Linked DNA regions of Sus scrofa: region 1 is linked to region 2. Evidence: chromatin contacts called from public Hi-C data. All regions are on one chromosome and are shown on one strand. Each heading gives the region's core, a stretch centred on a gene start, on an enhancer-like site or on the middle of the called end of the contact. The rest is flanking DNA. Distances are from core to core; before and after follow the strand shown.

Region 1 (6,345 bases), core at 3,704-6,203, 100 kb before region 2:
TTGGTATGGAGCTGCAGAAGTTGTTTATAAATTTTGGAGATGAATCCCTTGTCAGTTGATTGATTTGCAAAGATGTTCTCCCATTCTGTGGTTGTCTTTTTGTTTGTTTAGGGTTTCCTTTGCTGTGCAGAAACTTTTCAGTTTGATTAGGTCCCATTTGTTTATTTTTATTTTTATTGTCAATACTCTAAGAGGTGGATCTGAGAAGACGTTGCTGTTGTTTATGTCAGAGAGTGTTTGGCCTATGTTTTCCTCTAGGAGTTTGATAGTGTCTGATGTTATATCTAGGTCTTTAATCCGTTTGGAGTTTATTTTTGTGTATGGTGTTAGGGAGTGTTCTAATTTCATTCTTTTCCATGTGGCTGTCCAGTTTTCCCAGTACCACTTATTGAACAAGCTGTCCTTTCTCCATTGTATATTCTTGCCTCCTTTGTCATAGATTAGTTGGCTATAAGTGCATGGGTTTAATTCTGGGCTTTCTCTCCTGTTCCACTGATCTCTATGTCTGTCTTTGTGCCAGTACCATGCAGTTTTGATGACTGTTGCTTTGTAGTATAGTCTGAAGTCTAGGAGCCTGATTCCTCCAGCTCCATGTTTCTTTTTCAGGATATCTTTGGCTATTATGGGTCTTTTGTACTTCCAAACAAACTTTAAAATATTTTGTAGAACTGTTTACTCTTGAAGGCACTTCATTGTTAATAGATAAGTTCTTCCTAAATAGTGTTTCCTTTCAGCTTTTTTTTTTTTTTTTTAATGTGTTCTATTTTCCTGGGAGGGTAAATAGAAGAAAGAATTCAATATTCTTTCATTTTAGACAATGCATTTATATAAATACGCAAAGCTTAAAGGGCTGGAGCTGGGGCTAATTCCATGTTACGCAACATAAAATGCCTTTGAAACACACACAAAGCCTTTTATTTTATGGAGATTTTAGTTCTGTCTTCAACTTACATTGCCATATGTGACAAGTGTAGTAAAAATCTTTTGTGTCTTCTGTATTTATTTTTGGTAATAAAAGGAGACAGTTCCTTTTCCCCACTGCCAAGAAGAGGCCTATTCCCCTGTTGACATGTCTGTGAAACTCCCATTAATACTAGGAGCATGGAGACACCAAAGAAGCTGCTTCTCTGAGGAAGTTTCCATGAAGGTGAAATCCTGGGAATCAAAACTTGATGGGAAAGTCCCTCCAAACTCGTGAAAATTTCCAGGATTCTCATAGGAAAAGAGCCTAGAAATATCTCGATTATCTCCTTTACCATGCGGTAAGATGCCTTTCTACTACCTTTGGAGAAAATTGGCAAGCGTTGGTCAGTGCCAAATGCTTCATTTATTTTTCTTCAGATGCTTTGGGTGGATAGACATTTGTAAAATTTGAATGTTTATACCTTGGATTATTTAGTCCACCCTCAGCATTTAATGGGAGAGAACATCCAAGTACGAAAGGACTAAATGATCTTTCTAAGGTGTCACAGCCAAGCTAGAGGCAGAGCCCGCGTCTCCTGGTCTTTTCCATTGCACCTCCATACTCACAAGGGCAGAAACTCAGAAACATACTGATTTAAAGAAAAGTTTAGGGAGTTCCCATCGTGGTGCAGTGGTTAACAAATCCGACTAGGAACCATGAGGTTGCCAGTTCGATCCCTGCCCTTGCTCAGTGGGTTAACGATCCGGAGTTGCCATGAGCTGTGGTGTAGGTTGCAGACACGGCTCGGATCCTGTGTTGCTGTGGCTCTGGTGTAGGCTGGCAGGTACAGCTCCGATTAGACCCCTAGCCTGGGAACCTCCATATGCCATGGAAGTGGCCCAAGAAATAGCAAAAAGACAAAAAAAAAAAAAAAAAAGAAAGAAAGAAAGAAAAGTTTAGGATTTGCGCATCCTGGTTCCTCAATTTCTTTAAGCAGTCAGTCAATAAATATTTAATTAGCTGCTACTGTGTGCCCAGCATTACTTTCCATAATGTAAAGTGACTTTATGTTTATTTATTGCCTCAGATTTTCTATCAGTAAATGACTTTGAGATGAATTTAGTAGTGTGTGTTGCTGAGTTAACTCTTGGAGCCCACTCGAGAGCCACTTATTATAACAAACTTCTGCGAATTTGGAGCCTTCATCACTTTTTACTCCTTCATTTCTTATCCTCCACATAAATCAGTGGCTAAGATTCTTTCCCAAGTGCCTCTTACATCACTTCTTTCTTTTCTTCATCTGCTTGTCTTGAAGGCCCTGTTACACAACTGCTCCCTCTAGCCTGTGGTTGTGGCTTGGGGCCCTCCTGCTGGGGATCCTCCTTACCCTGACATCCCTATTCTCTTTTTCTTCAAAACCTGCTTGTTCTCTATTTGCTCTCCTGAATTCGCTAGGTAATTGAAGCTGGTTTACTTCATCTCCCTGGTTTCCTTCCTACAGTCTTTGAGCTAGATTCGTCCAAACTTCTACCTACTGCCCTTGATTGCAGCATTTTCTCTCTCCTATTTGTCTTGCACACAGCCACTAAATCCAGGTCTCAGTAGTGTGGTCATCTGTTTGCATGACCTATCCTGCCTGGAACTATGCTTGAAACACTGCAGGCCATTAATAAGTGCCTCCCTCTTCTTTTTCTGGAGAAAGAAATCCCTTATAATTCTTGATATTTCCATATATGTAAAATGGGGAGAATAATAGGACCATTAATTTCTTTTTTTTTTTTTTTTCTTTTTAGGACTACACCCATGGCATATGAAAACTCCCAGGCTAGGGGTTGAATCAGAGCTGCAACTGCTGGCCTACACCATAGCCACAGCAAGGCCAGATCTGAGCCGTGTCTGAGACCTATACTGCAGCCCACAGCAAGGCCAGATCCTGAACCCACTAAGTGAGGACAGGGATGGAACCCACCTCCTCATGGATACTAGTTGGGTTCATTACCACTGAGTCACAATGGGAACTCCTAGTACCAATAATTTCATAGAATTATAAAAATTTAGCTCTTGGAGTTCCCGTCGTGGCGCAGTGATTAACGAATCCGACTAGGAACCATGAGGTTGCGGGTTCGGTCCCTGCCCTTGCTCAGTGGGTTAACGATCCGGCGTTGCCGTGAGCTGTGGTGTAGGTTGCAGACGCGGCTCGGATCCCGTGTTGCTGTGGCTCTGGCGTAGGCCGGTGGCTATAGCTCCGATTCGACCCCTAGCCTGGGAACCTCCATATGCCGCAGGGGCGGCCCAAGAAATAGCAAAAAGACAAAAAAAAAAAAAAAATTTAGCTCTTGTTATTACAAAGAAAAATCCCAAGCTATGAATAGTTAATTTTATTGTCTTCTATCAATCAGTATCATTTCATCTATCCTGGTTTAATTTTTTAAAACCAATTAATAAATACCTTGAGGGAAAGACAATGTTTTGCCTTTTGGCACTTCCTTCACCCTCACTCAAGTGCCTGGCATGGATTTGTTGTGATCCTAGTGGGTGTCAGTGGTGGTGTTTTGTGGGCTCATACCCATGGAGGCTACCAGCCAGGGTCCATGCTCATTGCTAGGTTGTTCAGAGGGCTCAATGCTTGTGCCACCTCAGCTGACAAATAGTTGTACATCACCCCCCTGCTTGATTACTTATGGTAGCTGGAGTTCAACATCAGGAAACTGAAAAAGTCAAAATACATTAAAAAATATACAGTTTTTGCTCTCTCTCTTCCACATTAAATAAAATGTGGAATTTTATTTAATAATGAATTCTGCATTAAAAATAAGTTGTAGCTGTGTAGTTAAATCCCTCTCAAGACAGACCAAACTTATTTCATCATGGCTGTGTTTTAGCAGACTATTATTGAGAAGGGAGTGGGAATATAGAAACACAAAGATGGTAAGAGGCTTCAGGTGCAAGGTATACCTGGATTCCCACACTGTTAGAAGCCAGTGTGCTGAGATTTCCCCTGGCAGAAGAAAGCACTGTGGGGGTAGCCCACACCTGGGAACCCCAGCTGAACAGCAGGCATTTCACCTAATAGGATTTTTAAAAAAGGCAGAAAGGTTAGTGTTACCTTCGTGAACTTCTCCCTCAGCAAATCAGCAAATAAGAACTGGTATCAAATAGCTAATATGATACACTTTGTCCATGTTACACTGTTGAAGAAAAATACTTTCAGGTCTTACAATGTTTTTCCTTGGGAGGAGACCCCCCCTCCAGCTTTTATGTGCAAGTGCTTCTAAGCATGACTTAAAAATTCTCTTCCCAATTCAATACCAAACTTTCCCAAATCCAAACACGATGCTGAACAGTGGATCAAGGTATAGAGGTGGTGAGTTAAATGTAACTCTTCAGACTGGAGGACATGGGAGCACTGGCAAATCCCAGCGACTCAGGCTGACTTCGGCCCCTGAAGTTTGGGGCGTTTGGCAGACACGGAAGAAAATCTCCCTTCATCTCCTAAGTTATTTGAATGCCATGGCAACAGCAGCCTCAAAAACTTGAGAGAGAGAGAGAGGATGGGGGAGTGGAGGATGGTTGAGAAAGAGATAAGAAAAGATGACCAAGTAGGCCTGGGATTTTTTTAGATGGGCGCTAAACGTGGGAGAGAAGGAAGCAAGTGGGGAGGAATGCCCAAGACCGCCGCTGGAGTGATCTCACACCAGCCAAAAGGCAAACGAGAGCCTGGCAGCCAGCTGAAAGGAACAAAGGCGGTCGGTGGGCGGATGTGGTGAAGGGAGGGAGGGAGAGGACTCGCCCACGCTTGCGAAGCGCTTCAGCCTGCCTGTCACAGACTCTGAGTTCTGGCACCGAGAGGGCACGCATCGCAGTCACAAAGACTCTGGCCCGAAGAACGGCCTGGCGCGTAATTTAATGCAGCCCCCGTGACTATACTGGAGTTGTAGCCTTTTGTGTTAGCTACAACAATGGAGAGGGAGAAATCAGGCCACAGGCTCAAGGCGCAGACGGGCTGGTGCGGATGTGTCTCGGCCCTGGCGGCATCGTGTGCTGCCTCTCAGGCCGTTGCCCGGCAACCGGACGCCGCCCGCCTGTGCCTGTGGAGCCCATTGAAAGCCGAGGTAGTGGGTGAAAGGGAGAGCCGCGGTGTTCACAGGCCAGGCTGGGAGAAGAGGAAACAAAGGATAGGGAGCTGGGTCGGGGATTGCATGTGGCCAGGGGAAGGCCTCACACTGTACACAGAGGAACACTGGGAGCCTCCTTTCTGAAGGGTCCAAGTTGGTATCCTGCCTTGGTCCGCCGCACGTGGACTGCTTGAACAAATATAGCTTTTCCTCCATCTTCAAGTTCACAGCATTCCTAGCCCAGATGTTGCATTAAATTGTCTGCCTATTGTGTAAAACATGTAAACAATCCCAAACAAACAACAAAACAAACCCTGTTCAAATGGCCAGCTGAAATTCATTTGTTAGCTGAAATATTTTCCAAAGTAGGATCGTGCACCTGGTGGTTAAACAGACTCTCACTATACAAAAAGTGTTTGCTAAATGCAATATGGTATCCTGGATTGCATCGTGAAACATTAGTGGAAAAACTAGTGATGAATAGTCTGTGGTTTATTTAACAGTAATGTAGCAATGTTAATTTCTTAGGTTTGACTAGGAGTCAGCAAACTTTTCTATAGGAGACTAGAAAGTAAAACTTTGGGCTTTGTGGGTTCTATGGTCTCTTGGTGCAACCATTCAACTCCACCATAATAGTGGTAAGGGTCTATAGACAATATGTACAATAATGGGTGTGGCTATATTCCAATAAAAATTTTTAAGGATACTGAATTTTGAATTTCATATGCTTTTCATGTGTCATGAAATATTATTCTTTTGATTTTTTTCAACCATTTAAAAATATAAAAACTCTTCTTTGCTTGCAGCCTCTACAAAAACAGGCAGCAGGCTGAATTTGGCCAGCAGGCTGCTATGTTTGTCATCATTGGTTTAGACAAATGGACCAAGATTATGAAAGATGTTAACATTACAAAAAATTGATGAAGGATATATGAGAACTCTCTGTACTTTCTTTTCAACTTTTTTTTGTAAACCTAAGATTATCCCAAAATAAATAAATTCGTTTAAACTTATTTAAATGGCACACTTTTTAGAGGGAGTGTTTGAAAAGGGCTTTGTTAAGGGGAGTGGGAAAATCAGAGTTGTGTGTGTATGTGTAAGAGACATAAAAGAATATTTTTCTAGTATTCATTGACATACAGTACTAAAACTTCCCCAAATGAAACTCCTTGCTACACCACCATATTGGTAATCAAGCCATTAATATCAAACAGCCTGAAAACAAAATAGCATTCTGTAGCACAGAACTCTTTCACCCTGAGGGCTGGGTGAAGAATATTTTCAGCTCCCATTGAATTAGGATGGGAGACACCAAGACAAAGAATC
Region 2 (6,207 bases), core at 3,524-6,023:
ATGGTAGTGTAAATAGCTATGGGTGATGTTACATAAGACTCCAAAATCTTGTGCAAAATGTGGGCAAGGGGGAGCTTGCTTCACTGGACCTTTCTTCTGAGCTCTGAAAGCACCAATTTAACTTTTATCTGCTTGGCTGAACCCTTGAGGTGCTCCATGTTGCAATTGATTAAGAGTAAGTGTTGAGATTTGCATAGGAGATATTGTAAGAAGGGTATTTTTGGCATGGTTAATTTTATGAGGAAAACATTCACTTTTGGCTTTATTTTCAATAACAGTTCAGTTGACTTATGACCAGGTGTTCTGGGGGACAATAGTGGGTAATGGCTAAGAGCAAGGGCTGGGGGGATGAATGGAGTCAGTTCCTGTCATGTCCCCTTAAAGGTGCAAGGTATGGTGAGTCTCTGAATCTCAGTGCTCTTGCCAGTGAAAAGGGAGTGACAACATCTAGATGGAGAGGATTAGATGAGAAGCATCAACAATGCCTGGTTGGCACAGACTTTTGGGAGTACACGCAGGATGGCAGTGGTAAAATCTGAAGCATGGGGTTGCACACCTTTTCTTCTTTACGCATACTTATCCTTCAAGAAGATTATCTATCATGGGAATAGGTACTGTCTGGCCATTTCTAAACTTCCATGAGTTAAGAGTGGTTAGGTCTTCAGGAGTTCCCGTTGTGGCTTAGTGGTTAACCAACCCAACTAGCATCCATGAGGATGTATGTTCGATCCCTGGCCTTGGTCAGTGGGTTAAGGATCTGGCATTGCCACAAGTGTGGTGTAGGTTGCAGATGAGGCTTGGATCCAGCATTGCTGTGGCTCTGGCATAGGCCAGTAGCTACAGCTCCTATTGAACCTCTAGCCTGGGAACCTCCATATGTTGCAGGTGCAGCCCTTAAAAAAAAAAAAAAAATGGTTAGGGCTTCAGATATTGAATCCCTTTACCTGGTTTGAAATATTGGTTGTGCTTGCTTACTTCTCTTTGAACAAGTCACTTTGGCTTTCTGTACTTTGGTTTCCTACTCCACAAAATGTTAGTAATAATAGAACCAGAGCCTATCATAGAATTGTGATAAGGTTTAAGTAAAATACCTAGGACAAGATCTGACATGCCATACATGCATCTATTTCTGTTATTGTTGACTTCTGCCAGCCAAAGGAATGTCAGTAGAAATCAGAACATAACATTAAATCAGTTTATCATGTACTTTTATTAACAACTGAATACAAGACTGTACAATGCAGGTGCTGAAATCAACACATTTCTGAAAACTGAAAAACCAGCATTTCTATACCACTTCAGGCTTTGGTTATAAGTTACACCTTCTACAGCAAAATCACCTAGTGCAACCAAACAATTTAAGGACAAGAAAAAAAATGTTCCATCGGAATGGAGAGATTATTTATGCACAAACAGCTGAGGATCGTTTCTAGCTTAAGTGATTCACTACACACGCTAGAATGTTCAGTTCCCTTTTCTACAGTCCTACAAATCAGCAACTAACAACTTGGCCACCAGGTCCTGCCTAGACACGTATCAACACAAAACAAAAAAATATATAAATAAGTCAATTAAACCTCATAAAAACTAAAGGAACATGAGAAAAAAAATCCAACAGTCAATAAAAACTGTACAGAATTGGTCAGTCTTTTATAGCTGAAAAAATGTGTAACTTAAAAAAAAAGTTCTTTCATGTATATAAGTCTTTTACATCAGTGTTAGCTGGAGTGAAAACTCGAAGACTCTGACTCGGTTGAAACAGAAGAATGTCCACCCCGCTTTCCCTTGGAGAGGATCTTTAGGCTGGACCCTCTGCTCACAGAGGTGAGTGCGTGCTGGGCAGAGGTTTTAAATTTGGCTCCAAGGAAAGCGTAGAGGATAGGATTCAGGCAACAGTGGAAAAAGGCAAGGGCCTCAGTGATGGAAATCCACTTGTGCACAGTGCTCTCAAACTCACACCCTTGCTGGATGATTTCCAGGAGGATGAAGGAGTCGATGCTGATCCCGATGTAGTATGGCAGCCAGCAGGCGAAGAAAGCCAGGATGAGGATAACGGTGGTTTTGAGAGCTTTGCGCTTCTGATAGCCCTTGGAGTGGGACAGCTTGGAGATGATGATGCAATAGCAAGATAGGATGACAATACCCGGCAGGATAAGGCCAACCATGATGTGCTGAAACTGGAACACCACTAACCACAGGTCATTGGGGTAGAAGCGGTCACAGATGTACCTCCCATCCCCCTCCCTGACATTCGCAAAGATGAAATCAGGAATAGTCAACAGGAGGGCAGGTATCCAGACGCCGACATAGACCACTTTTTCAGCCAATAGCTTCCTTGGCCTCTGACTGTTGGTGGCATGGACGATAGCCAGGTACCGGTCCAGACTGATGAAGGCCAGGATGAGCACACTGCTGTAGAGATTGACAGTATAGATGACATGGACTGCCTTGCACAGAAACTTCCCAAAGTACCAGTTTGCCACGGCATCAACTGCCCAGAAGGGAAGTGTGAGGACAAAGAGAAGGTCTGCCACAGACAGGTGCAGTCTGTACTTGTCCGTCATGCTTCTCAGTTTCTTCTGGTAACCCATGACCAGGATGACCAATCCATTACCCACTATGCCAGTTAAGAAGATGATGGAGTAGACAGTGGGCAGAAAGATTCGGTTGAAATGGGCATTTTCCTCCCGGAAACAGGGTTCCTTTATGGAGTCATAGTCACCTGAGCCCAAGTCATCCTCTGTGTAATTATCTGAAGTGAATATCTGAAAAAGAGGCAAGGGAATGGACATTCACTTTCAAGTTCAGCAGGCATTCTCCAAGTTCAACACAATGTTTCTGGTATTTTAAAAAGCCAATTTATAAAAAGCAACTCAGCCCAGCCTTCTTCAAGAAATTCTGCTTCTACTAAAGTACAGGGGTAAGGGCACAAGGGAATTTTTCTGGTCTCCTACATCTCTCCTCCCATCTTCTCCCAGAGTCGCTTCATTAAATCCCTCTTTAGTAAAAGCAATTACAAAGTTCTTTGTTTAAACAAAAGGGTGCTGAAATTCTGAGGGTTTCAAAGTCCCATCTTTGCTAACTCTTCTGCCCCGCCCACTAGAAGGAAGAAAAAAACCTTGGGAGGAAAAAACCAAAACAAAACACAAAGAGGCCACTCCTAGCGGCGTGGTGGTGGGGGCGAGTGGGTGGGAGTTGGGTAGAATCTTGTGTTCTAAGGACATGGGATTAACTTCTCTAAGAGTTTCATCAGGACAGGGAAGAGGGGAGGAAGAAGCTCTTGGGACCGGGCGGGGGCAAAGATTCTTATTCTAAAACACAAAGCTTTGTTTTCTCCACGACTCTCTAAACACAAACACCCTTCTGTACTTCAAGTAACCCGTAGTGGGGAAGGAGAACACTGCGATCTTAAACGACCGGCTTTGGTGCTTGGGGGCAGGGGTGTCAGAAGTGGGTAACCCCCACTACGGCCGGCGCTACTCAGGGGCGTGGGTCTCTCCGCCAAACCCTTGTTTATCGCTTGGCGCGTTTGGGACGTTAGGGAGCACAGCATTTTAATGGGAGGAGAAAGTCACGGGGTCTGCACCCGTGGTCCTCGCCCCAAGTTTCATTTCCTCACCCTCCCGGGGCTCTTCCCACCCTGTCAATGATCCAGTTAATGGAGTGGGAAGTCTGCAGCTGGAAGCCTCCAGGCGGAGGACGCGCTGGAGACCAGATGGTCCAGCTCCGGACCTCCACGATGCCCACCGCTGGCGGTCTGCGGCTCCAGCGGTTTGGCCTGCAGCACGCCGGGTGCCGCCGAGAGATTGGGCGGCTCCGCCGCGGGAGCCTTTGAATCGCGCGCCGCTGGGGGAAACGAAAAGTCTCGCTTTTCAAAGGGCTCCAGGAAACCACCGACGGTTAATTGGTGCAGCTCATCTCTGTGAGAGCCAAACGGTCTTCCCACTTGCACCTGCCTTGTCTACGCCACAACTACCGGCAGCGCAGGTGCCCTCCCAGCCCCCGCCCCGCACTCCTAGGGGCGCTGCTGCACTGTGACCGCTGCCTCGACTATAAACTACCTCAACTTCTGCACAACCCCAAACTCCAGAACCCCGGGGCCCACTGTGCTTGCGACGCCCTCAATCCCAAGGCGCACGCGCTGCTCCGGGCCACCCTGCTGCGGCGTCCTTTCGCCTTTCCCGCCTTCTACTCAGTGCTTGGGCACTGGCACAGCTCCGCCGACAGCAGAATTTAGCGAACACGCGCCCAACGCCAAGAGGGGTCCCCAGGAGCCTTTGCCTTAAGATAACCAGGGGCGCCGGCTCCCTCTGGGAACTCAGCCCGGACGCGCCGCCCTCCACCTTCAAATTCAGATAATGTAATTGGCTCCAAAGAAATCCCCGCTCTCCTGAGGAAGGGACCCATGGTCTGAGTCCCCGGGCAGCGCGAGTGTCTTCTCTGCACTTGTGCACAAAATGTTCTTATGTTTGCAAACAGTGTGCAAGCCCGGCGCGCGCCGTGGAACTCAAGCGGGAGATACATGCAACCACCCAAACGGTCGTTCCAATCTTTTCTCCTCTAATCCAAGAGAAAAAGATTCCAATACCCACCCCACCCCCTCCCATAGCCAGGCGCAGTAAAACTCCTTTCCATGACCCTCCTCCCGGGCACGGGCACCTCCAATACTCGGGTCGCTTCTGCCCGTTTGGAGAGGGGTTGCACTCTAAGTTCAAGTGTTTGTATGTTTAAGAAAAAGCAGGTTGAAACTGGACTTACACGGAACCCGTCCATGGTAACTGCTCACTCTCCAGCCGCGGGGGCTACCGGAGCACTCAAGTCCTCAGGGTCACTTTGCTACCTGCTGCCGCAGCCAACAGACTGAAGTTTCTGGCCAAAGCTGGACTTTTATAAAAACACGCTTTGTGGGCGGCGCATGCGCTGAGCGGTGGGCGGGAGGGCGGGGCGGGGAGAAAGGCGGGGTGGAGCCGGAGAACGGTACACCAGGGGCAGGGGGGAGGAGGGTGCGAGGGAGGGGCAAGGGGGTATGCACCTAGGCGGCCCGGGTGGGATAATCCTGGGAGGCCCCGCAGCGGCTGCTGTAAGCTCTGGCTCAACATCACCTCGTGAATCTCCGGCTGGGGCGGGCATCCGAGAAGCGTGCCCCAACTTGTAAAAGCAGGATGCGCCTGGAGGGAGGTCGAAAGCGCGGGCGACAGACGCGTCCTTGTGTGGCGCGTCCATCCTTGCTCACGAAGATGGTATTCTAGTCCTCGGAAGGCTACAGGTGGAGACACTGAGGCACAGAGGCGGGAAGTGACTTGCCAGAGTCACCCAACCAGTAGGCGGCAATACTGGCACTGGATCCAATATCTGACTCCATTCCCAGCTCTTTCAGCAGATGCAATCCATTCAGGAAATAAAATAAGTAATGATTTTTTTCTTTAGAGCACAACTCTATATAACTAGATATGCACAGCTACAGTAATAGTATCAGGGTCAGGTGTAGACAACACTTTTAGAAGGTAGGATGATTTGGTATTGTTCTGGAGGAGGACTGTGATAGAGAAGTAGAAGTGTATTCCCGGGTAATCAATTCGTGAATAGTACCTTCTTAAAAAAAAAAAAAAGAAAAAAAGGAAGAAGAATATACGCTTTGTTACAAGGGAAATAGCGAATAATACTCTTGTAACAAATCACAAGGCGCTTGCACAGAATCACTCATTCATTCTCACAACACCCTGTGGGTATTATCATTACCAACATGCACTCAGTCAAGAGATATTTAGTGAGGGCTGACTGCATGCCTCACACTATTCTAGGCAGTGGGGATGCAACGGTGAAGCCGAGGACAAGGCCCCCATGCGAAGGAAACAGGGAGCAGATCTGCAGAGATGAAATGCCAGGGTTGGCCGGGAATTCCATACCCGACCTGAATCCATATCTACCGGACCCCACATCTGCCGTCCGACCCAATGAGGGAGATAATAGTTGGCACCGGTAAGAAATTAAGTTGAAGAACTGGGCGAGGGGGACTAGGGGTGTAAGCTGGACGCTTAAAGATGTCTCAGACCGCCTGGGGTTTGCAGTGAGAGCCCAGACAGTGCTTTCCAGTCTCGCACCACTTCCCGCCGGCGCGGAGCCTGGGTGGGGCCGGGGACCGAGTGAGGGGCGGGGTCAAGAAATAGTGCGACCGCAGGCGGGGGTGACCGCAGGAGTGACAAAGAG

Evidence for each region. A called contact is a pair of places that touch in the nucleus more often than the background predicts.
Region 1: a contact with region 2 is called in a Hi-C map of skeletal muscle, with 4 times the contacts expected there. The contact joins the enhancer-like site here to the promoter of CXCR4 in region 2. A contact is called at or near these places in 5 of 47 Hi-C or Micro-C datasets (embryonic fibroblasts, epiblast stem cells, fetal skeletal muscle and 1 more) and 2 of 2 datasets of contacts at active chromatin or transcription factors (alveolar macrophages and skeletal muscle).

Annotation. Positions count from the first base shown.
Region 1 is chr15:15,764,094-15,770,438 of Sscrofa11.1, reverse strand. No RefSeq gene overlaps it. Among named protein-coding and RNA genes, the nearest start is that of DARS, 43 kb to the left of the region's middle. Within about 2 kb of position 4,953, at least 54 of the 83 cell types and tissues checked have an H3K27ac peak or open chromatin away from gene starts, as enhancers often do. A contact at or near this core is called in alveolar macrophages, epiblast stem cells and skeletal muscle, where this site is marked.
Region 2 is chr15:15,662,218-15,668,424 of Sscrofa11.1, reverse strand. It overlaps CXCR4 (C-X-C motif chemokine receptor 4), which reads right to left and starts at 4,773. Exons shown (of 2, transcript NM_213773.1): 1 at 4,759-4,773; 2 at 1,719-2,765. The coding sequence starts at 4,773. The coding sequence ends at 1,719.